3 separate regions of the Mus musculus genome follow, and regions 1 and 3 are each linked to region 2. The links are chromatin contacts, called in public Micro-C and promoter capture Hi-C maps. All regions are on one chromosome and are shown on one strand. The core of a region is the stretch at or near the end of the contact, and the rest is flanking DNA. Distances in the headings are between cores, read along the strand shown. Region 1 holds the start of Zfp953 (zinc finger protein 953). Region 2 holds the start of Zfp748 (zinc finger protein 748). Region 3 has its middle 12 kb from the start of Zfp493.

Region 1 (2,700 bases), core at 67-2,566, 190 kb after region 2:
TTGTAAATGTGAGAAGTCAGTAGAGAGTCTAGACCTTTGAGTAGAGAATTTAGCATAACAAAACATAGCAACACACCGAACCTCAACACATACACATATTAGAAAACTTGCTATGCTCAGAAATTCTGTCCTTGTGGTTGCTGACAATGCCTTCCACTGCAATATTCAGGAGGAGGACAGACCACTCATGACCTCATTCTAAACAGACATGCCAATCAAGTGTCCAGGTGAATGTACTGCTTCTTGACTCTAGTTTCTCTAAATCGAGGAAGGTGTTCTGCATCCATAGGTAAACACACTCCCTGACAAAGAACTCAATAGGGACTCTGCACAGTCTTTGCTCTGAAACAGCTTCCTTTTGAATCATAATATATCAGGGAAGTATGAAGCCTTTTCTGCAATGGGGTTTGTAACTTTGACTCAAGCTTGAACTTCACAGGAATAAACCTTCCCAAGAAGAGATGGGAATTCTCAATATTGTATGTTTCCAGTGTAACTTCTTTAATATACCGACCTCATTTGGCAATGCTATGAACATATTTCTGATACCTTTGTATTCAAGAAGGAATTATCTCGGTGTTCTGCTTCGGAGAAATAACGGAAGTTCAAGGCGGATACCACTGATGTTCAAATATTGCCAAATATGAACGATGACAGGCTCACATGAGAGACGGAGAATTCAATACGGAACATCAAACCTAACACAGGCAGAAATCCTATAATACAAAATGGACCAAGAGTTAGGACATACACCACTGCGATCCCAGGAGCTCTGCTCCTCCTCTTGGGAGAGATGCAGAGGAAAGCAAGTGCTCAGAAAATACCTGATGGTTGCTGGCTTTGAATTCTAAGTCTTTTGTCTTAAGCACCTGATATGCTGCGTAGCAGGCAGGGTCACCAAGGATGGTTTCAAGAGCACCTTAAATTAGCTCTTGCTTCCATATTTTTAAGTAAAGCAAGTCATGAAAGTGCGAGTTTTCCATGTGGTAGTAAGATAGTTTAAAATCACGGTGTTCTAGCAGAAATAACTAAGAAACCTGATAAACATCACTGTGAAAGGGTCGACTCACAGGCTAACATTGCGTGCTGGGACCACAGAACTTTAAATGAATCCAAATGCCCTGTGACTGCCCAAGTGCAGAAGACTGTTTCTTCCCAACTTCAAGGAATCACAGTCAGGATACCAGCAGGTGAACAACCCAGTTCTGTGGGTTCATGGAAGTTCTTCGCACTGATTTGTGGGAAATGTAGTCCGGATGCCTGTGACGTCATCAGAAGGCTGGCCGTTGCTATCAAACTTCCGCATTTGATTTTCAAACTTAACTTCTCCCCAGAGTTAGGCGTCTGTCCTGTTGAAACCTTCGTTTGGATCTCTGACATGGAGGTTGGTGCAGGGAACACCGCAACCTTGCAGATCTGAGGGACTGTGCAGGGTGGCGTATCGGGCACGGAAGGAGCTTATCTGGGCTTGTTATGAGACAGGGCAAGCTGCTGACCTGGAGATGTTGTGCTGACCTAGGCTAGGGAAGAAAGTTGGAAACAACAGGATGGCAAGGGCAGGCTGGGTCTGCTGACTGCTTATTTCTGAGATGCTGAAAGGAGCGCACTCATCTTTACTGGGGAAATATGCTCTGCCTAGCTGACCCGTTCTCACGTGGCTGTAGTCAGATTCTCAGGAGATTTAGAACACTTGGACATCTAGCGCCTCCTATACTCTGTGTTCTATCTAGTACTGGAGTTTGACTTCACAAATCTTCCTAAAGTTCCTAGTGCCAGGGACAAAGAGTCCCGTGAGGGTGATTGTTGTGTGGAATGTTAGTTCCTTTTCCTTTGGAATAAAGTGTTAGATTTATGGATGCCTCGGGTTGAATAAGAACTCAGGATGTATAATCCTGTACCTGAATCACCACAATACATGGCTGTATAGCCACAGAGTAGTCCTGTAATTGATATGAACCAGTGTTTGCACAATCCAAATAATTATGAATTTTGCCCTTCTGCTAAAAAAAAAAAACACTAGACAATAATACTCAACAATTCTTAGTATGTGTTCTGTCCAAAATTTGGACTCCTTCTCAGATATGAGAGATGACTTGGTGAGATGAGAGAAATGGAACTCATGATCTCTGGAAGGGACTGGAATGTCTCTGAAAGAGAAAGGAGATGGCCCTCCTCTGGTCACATGATTTTCTTCTGTCTGTTCACATTATCAGAAATATCTAAATTCTCTTAAATGCACTCTGTCCCTGTATCTGGCACCCAGCTTTACTGCTGCTCACTGGACATTTCTAGAATGATTTCCTCATGTTTTCCTGTGGTTGTAAGAAAAATTCAGAAAGCTCTGGCACACTTGGGGTCTTATAATTTTCACATAGGTTCCTGTCCATGCAAAATGCAGTTCTCCTCTTAAAGGGTTAAGAGACAGTTTAGTCAGCCTTTTGAGTGGCCATTATCTGAGAATACAGACTTAGGTTAATCCAAATTCTGTGCTTCAACACAAGGCAGTTTCATGGTTTTACAGAACAGAGAATGTCATTAACCAAGGAAAATTTAAAATACATTGGTGTGTGTCTCATAGAGTCATCGGAGATATTCTATTTACCTAAGATACCATCTGATGAGGTTTTAGCTTTTGGACTGATAGAATTTCATGTTCTGCCTTGTCAGTGGATTCTGAGAGGTTTTTTATCTATTGTCACA
Region 2 (2,700 bases), core at 68-2,567:
CGCTGAGCCATCTCTCCAACCACCCTCCCCAACCAGTTATTAAAACTCCTTCTTAAACATTTCAGGGAAGAATAAAAAAGGACACAAGTAAGTTTCTTTCTTTCTTTCTTTCTTTCTTTCTTTCTTTCTTTCTTTTTTTTTTTTTTTTTTTTTTTTTTTTTTTTTTTTTTTTTGGTTTTTCGAGACAGGGTTTCTCTGTATAGCCCTGGCTGTCCTGGAACTCACTGTGTAGACCAGGCTGGCCTCCAACTCAGAAATCTGTCTGCCTTTGCCTCCCAAGTGCTGGGATAAAAGGCATGCGCCACCACTGCCCGGCAGGACACAAGTTTCTTATTAAAAAAAAAAAAAAAAAAAAAAGACTTTCCTTCTCAGCTGAGATTTAGCTTCCTTGTGAACCACTGTCCGTCACGAGTCCAGACTCTTCTTTCTAAAAAGGTTTGTTCTTTGGTCTTTGGCATGACCAGTACAGCACTAGATATTTACGAGGAGATAGGAGGTCCCAATGGTGCCAATCTATCTTTATTCATTCATTCATTATTTCTATGTTCCCAGTTAGATTCTCTGAGTTCTTTACAAGTGAATTCTAGAGAGCTGGGCTTTTAATTTTGTTCTATAATTTTAAATCATATCTGTGCACCTTGACCTGTGCACTACACTGTATGGATTCCAATGTTCACACTAAGACTTTTTTTCCAGCTGTGGCAAACTGGTTATTTTATTTAACTACAGGACGAGATTGTCTATTGTAGTGGTGTATTTATAACTAAAGCCTTCTTCATCCCAGGCAAGCAGGGACTTTACCCCTAAGATGCTCAGTAACCCTTTTTTGTAGTTTGTACCTTTTGCCCAGGTTATCCTTGGATTTGGCATCCTTCTGTCTTAAGCTCCTGAGCATCTGCGAAGACACGGAGTGACAAATAGGCTGATTGTAAAATCATCTTAACAGAAAGTGGTCATTTCCATACAATTTTTTGCTGATTTATTTTAAAGTTAAATTGAGTCAACGTGAATTTTACATATGGAATAAACCTCATAATAAGTAGACTTTGAGTTTTAAATCAGTACAGATTGACCAGAAATAATCAGCAAACATTAGAGTCAAAGGCTCGACTCACATTCAAACATCTCCGGTAGTGAACCCGGGATTTTAAAAGCAGCCCGACTCCCTATGGCTGTCCCAGTGCAAAAAATGCTCGCGTTCCCATCCATCCTCACCTGCAGAGGTGAAGAAACACAGGAAACACACACGTCACCAGCCTGTTTTCCTGGCGCCTCGTCGCACAGACTTGTGGGAAGTGTAGTCTTCCGTTGGATCGCTTCACAAGGAGCCATTGTGGAAACGGCACTTCCGCATTGCGACTGCACTAGTGCATTTTCTCTCAAAGTTGGGCGATTCTCTGGTCCTGCTCCGCGCTCGGCTTGCATCGCTGACATGGAGGTTGGTCCAGGGTGTCGCGTACCGCTGCAGGTCGGAGGGACCGAGGGCGGGTCCGGCCCGGAGGCGGCGGAGGAGGGGTGGCCCGGAGGCGGGAAGAACAGACTTGGTGGAGCCCTGCTGACCTAGGCTGGGCCACAGCGTCTGGAAGCCTGCTGGGGCCGGGGAGAGGGCATGCGGTTGGTGCTGGAAGTGAACGCTCTTGTGAGCTCAGAGTAGCTGCCTGGGTCTCTTATAGAGGCTGTATTGGTAAGAAAGGAATTGGGAATATGAAAATCCAGGATTGCTCGGACAGGCGGGTCTGCTCGTAACCTGTACCTGGAAGTGGTGGTGGTGGACTCATACATCTCAGATTGGCTATGGACCCACGCCTTCCCCGCGCTTGTCAGTTTTCTCAGGACACCTAGACCAAGTGGAGATCTGGCCCCTCCTGTACTTTATAGCCGGCCTAATACTTTTAGTTTGTATTGATAGAAGTTCATAGAGTTACTAGTTTCCAAGGACGGAGAGTTTTGCGAGAGAGATTGATGCATGGGATGTTAATCCCATTTTCATTGGAACAGAGATTTATGGACTGCCGTTTTAAATAGGAATACTTAATGATCACTGCTGTGACCTGAATCCTCAGACTAACACCCCCATGCAGAGCTAGAATGATCCCCTAAAGGAAAAGATTCTAGCTTTGCAAAACAAGAAATTACTGATCCTGCACTGTACTGGAGAAGAATAACTCATCCAATTCCATTGGGAATTATGATGCCATTAGTTTGTGGGAGATGAGTTGGCTAGAGGCTACAAGGGTGTCTAGGGATTGACTGTAAGGGGACAGAGGTGCTTGAGTTTCTCTGGGAAAGAGAAATAGTCCTGCCTACCTGACCGGATGCTTACAGTGCTCTCTGATCGATCCCATGGTTTTCTCCCGTCGTTGTCCACTGCATACTGTGTCTAAAACTGTCACTAGTTGTGGGATCTGTGTTCCACGAGTGCCCTTAAACAGTTCGTCCGGAACCGTTTCTCCCAAGTTTTTATACTGGGTCAAAAGAGTAAGAGATGACTTTAAGAGCTATGGTTCACTCGGGATCCTGTAGTTTTTTCACAGTGGGCTGCTCACATAGTCTTTTGTTTGTACAAGTGAAAATATGAGGGAAGGAATTACTCATTTTAGAAACTCACATATAGTGACGTTGTTGTATTACACATGTCGTCCTTACAAAGACTCTGATAGGAAAGTTTGCAGGATGGCGATGATGATGCTCACCATCCCC
Region 3 (2,700 bases), core at 77-2,576, 240 kb before region 2:
TCTTACACATTACAGTACAACATTCAAGGAAGCCAGGGTAGGAATTTAGGACAGGAACCTGGGTCAAAGAGTACTGAAGAGTGCCACTTACTGCCTTGCTCTCAAGCTCTTGTTTAGCTACCTTTTCAAACACCCTATTCTCACCTGTTCTGGGGTGGTATCACCCAGAGTGGACTGGAACCTCCTACATCAAGGAGTAATTAAGAAAGAGCCCCACAGACATCCAGTTCAATGGACGCAATTCTTCCACTGAGGTACCCTCTCTCGCTGGAGTGTCAAAACTAGCAACCAAATCTTACTAACATATAGTATTTCAATGTCTGTGACAGAATGTTATTCCAAACACAATACTGACAATGCATTAAGAACTACTTACTTTTATTTATAAAAATCAGTAAATTTCAAACAATTATATTCCAAGAATGTACTATACGGTCTTCACTGGGAGGGGGGTACCTCTAAAAATCTTGGGACTCAGGCTTGTTCTGATAAAAATCATCCTGAATTTGTGATCTTTCAGTATTCAAAGTTGAGCCAATAAAATAATTTAGGTTTATACCAGACTTGAGATGTCTGCATGATTCCAATGTCTGTAATTAGTTTTTCAGTCATATCAAATAAATTACAAGCAATATTTCCATGCTTTGCTTATATCCCAGTTTATCTTGCTGCTGGGTTAATACATGGACCAAGAACAATTTAGGAAGATAAGGGTTTATTCAGCGAACAGGTGTTGGGAGCCATCCCGAGGCTCACATGGGGGGTGGGGGTGGGGCTACTCCTGGGAGGCAAACTGGGGCTGAAAAGACAGAAACTAGGCGGTCGAGAGAAAAATGGAAGCCAAGACAAGGTTCCTGATCAAGGCTCAAATGTTTAATAAAAATCTGCACTTATAAAGGGGGGAAACCCATGCCCTGCCACGCAGAGTTTCTTGATGTTGTGATGCCAAGTTGTCAACACAGCCTTTTAACAGTAAGTCGCCAAATGCACAGGTTGCAGTTAACTCAGGAAAATTTTGGAGGACCTGTTCAGCCTCTCAGCAGGTGGTAGGCAGTGTCACGTGGTAGGCAGTGTCACGTGGTAGGCAGTGTCACGTGGTAGGCAGTGTCACGTGGTAGGCAGTGTCACGTGGTAGGCAGTGTCACATGAAAGGAAACCAACTTAGTCACAAGAGCTGCACCGCAGGTGGCCCCGCCTCAGTGGCAAAGGTCTGAACCAGCCTGCTTTAGGCTGGAGGAGGTTACAAACAGGTTACAGCCCATCATCAAGAGAAGCCAAAGTAGGAGATCAAGGCAGCAACCTGGGGGTGTGAAATGGAGACACGGAGGAATGTTGCTTACTGCTTTTACCATGGCTTCCTCAGCTTGCTCTCTTATACAGTCCTGGATCACCTGCCCAGGGTTGGTCCAAACCACAGTGGGCTTGGCCTTCCCAAACCAATCATTAATCAAGAAAATGCTCCAAAGACATGCTCGTAGGCCATTTTGATAGAAACAATTCCTCAGTTGAAATTGTCTCTTCTCAGGTGGCTCTAATTTTTGTCCACATGACAAAAACTAACCAGCATCATTGATTCTTTGTCAACTTGTTCATAGTAATGACAAATACATTGCCATTAAACTACTGAAGAATAAAAATTTTTACTGAACTCTTCTTCACCCCAGAGCCCGACCCCTCCCATCTAGAAATTGTTCCCGGAACACTCCTAAACTTTTCACCCCAAAACTCCTCACCCTAAAGTTCGAACCCTCCCAACTAAAAACTGTTCCAAGAACATTTTTGAGATAAAGGCCTCCTGGAACAACCTCAAAATGAACCGGGTACATTGCCAAATGATAGGACATGACTCCTTAGTTACGTAGATTCCTTTGGCAGAACTCCCTAGTGATGTAAACTTGTACTTTCCCTGCCCAGTTCTCCCCCTTTGAGTTTTACTATATAAGCCTGTGAAAAATTTTGGCTGACCGTCGATTCTCCTCTACACCACTAGGTGCCACTAGGTGTATGAGTTTCGACCCCAGAGCTCTGGTCTGTGTGCTTTCATGTTGCTGCTTTATTTCGACCCCAGAGCTCTGGTCTGTGTGCTTTCATGTTGCTACTTTATTAAATCTTACCTTCTACATTTTATGTATGGTCTCAGTGTCTTCTTGGGTACGCGGCTGTCCTGGGACTTGAGTGTCTGAGTGAGGGTCTCCCTTCGGGGGTCTTTCACTACAACCTTTCTTTTCTGGTTTATCCCCAAGATCTCATGTTAACATCACAATATACTATGCCTTAGCATAGTATACATTTAAAATCCTTATAGTCTTTAAACAAATTCAAACATTGTAAGTTCAAGGTCACTTTAAAAATCTGAAGTTTCTCAACTGTGGCTTCTATAGACTCTAAATAAATTATATACTTTGTTGTTCCAAGAGAGAACAACAATTACAATTAAACCAAAGCAAAACCAAAAGCCAACAGTGTAAATAGTTCAGTGTCCAGTGTCAAACTCATGAGCTTCATGGGTTTGAAAGGCTATAGATAGCACTATCTGTCCTGCTATGCCATCCGGAAACACAATTTGTCCTGTAGGCTCAGGCCTAATCCACTCTATATATGCTAGTGTCCTTGATGGTCATCCCATGTGTGGACATCTCTAATTCTGGATTCTCCCAAGTACCTAAGCCAGAACCTTCAGCAATGGACTTTCCTGACCTA

What was found. Promoter capture Hi-C pulls out the DNA fragments that hold promoters and counts their contacts. A called contact is a pair of places that touch in the nucleus more often than the background predicts.
Region 1: a contact with region 2 is called in a promoter capture Hi-C map of macrophages, with 8 read pairs. The contact joins the promoter of Zfp953 here to the promoter of Zfp748 in region 2. A contact is called at or near these places in 8 of 39 promoter capture datasets (erythroid cells, frontonasal cranial neural crest, hematopoietic stem and progenitor cells and 4 more), 13 of 484 Hi-C or Micro-C datasets (CD4 T cells, CD8 T cells, the N1E-115 cell line and 8 more), 9 of 115 datasets of contacts at active chromatin or transcription factors (CD8 T cells, the SCID.adh cell line, bone marrow-derived macrophages and 3 more) and 2 of 9 other capture datasets (adipose tissue and liver).
Region 3: a Micro-C map of embryonic stem cells shows a contact between it and region 2, with 2.2 times the contacts expected there. The contact joins the enhancer-like site here to the promoter of Zfp748 in region 2. A contact is called at or near these places in 3 of 39 promoter capture datasets (embryonic stem cells and liver), 5 of 484 Hi-C or Micro-C datasets (CD4 T cells, embryonic stem cells and uterus), 4 of 115 datasets of contacts at active chromatin or transcription factors (embryonic forebrain, embryonic stem cells and stem cell-derived neural progenitor cells) and 3 of 9 other capture datasets (adipose tissue, liver and pancreatic islet).

The regions. Positions count from the first base shown.
Region 1 is chr13:67,359,188-67,361,887 of GRCm38.p6, reverse strand. Zfp953 (zinc finger protein 953) reads left to right here and starts at 1,316. Exons shown (of 4, transcript NM_001038651.3): 1 at 1,316-1,384. The coding sequence starts at 1,379. It overlaps Gm17039 (predicted gene 17039), which reads right to left and starts at 1,223. Exons shown (of 2, transcript NR_167764.1): 1 at 825-1,223; 2 at 1-716.
Region 2 is chr13:67,551,769-67,554,468 of GRCm38.p6, reverse strand. Zfp748 (zinc finger protein 748) reads left to right here and starts at 1,317. Exons shown (of 4, transcript NM_001035231.3): 1 at 1,317-1,438. The coding sequence starts at 1,433. It overlaps 9430065F17Rik (RIKEN cDNA 9430065F17 gene), which reads right to left and starts at 1,267. Exons shown (of 5, transcript NR_131100.1): 1 at 1,216-1,267; 2 at 840-895.
Region 3 is chr13:67,790,672-67,793,371 of GRCm38.p6, reverse strand. No RefSeq gene overlaps it. Among named protein-coding and RNA genes, the nearest start is that of Zfp493, 12 kb to the right of the region's middle. Within about 2 kb of position 1,326, at least 7 of the 459 cell types and tissues checked have an H3K27ac peak or open chromatin away from gene starts, as enhancers often do. A contact at or near this core is called in embryonic stem cells, where this site is marked.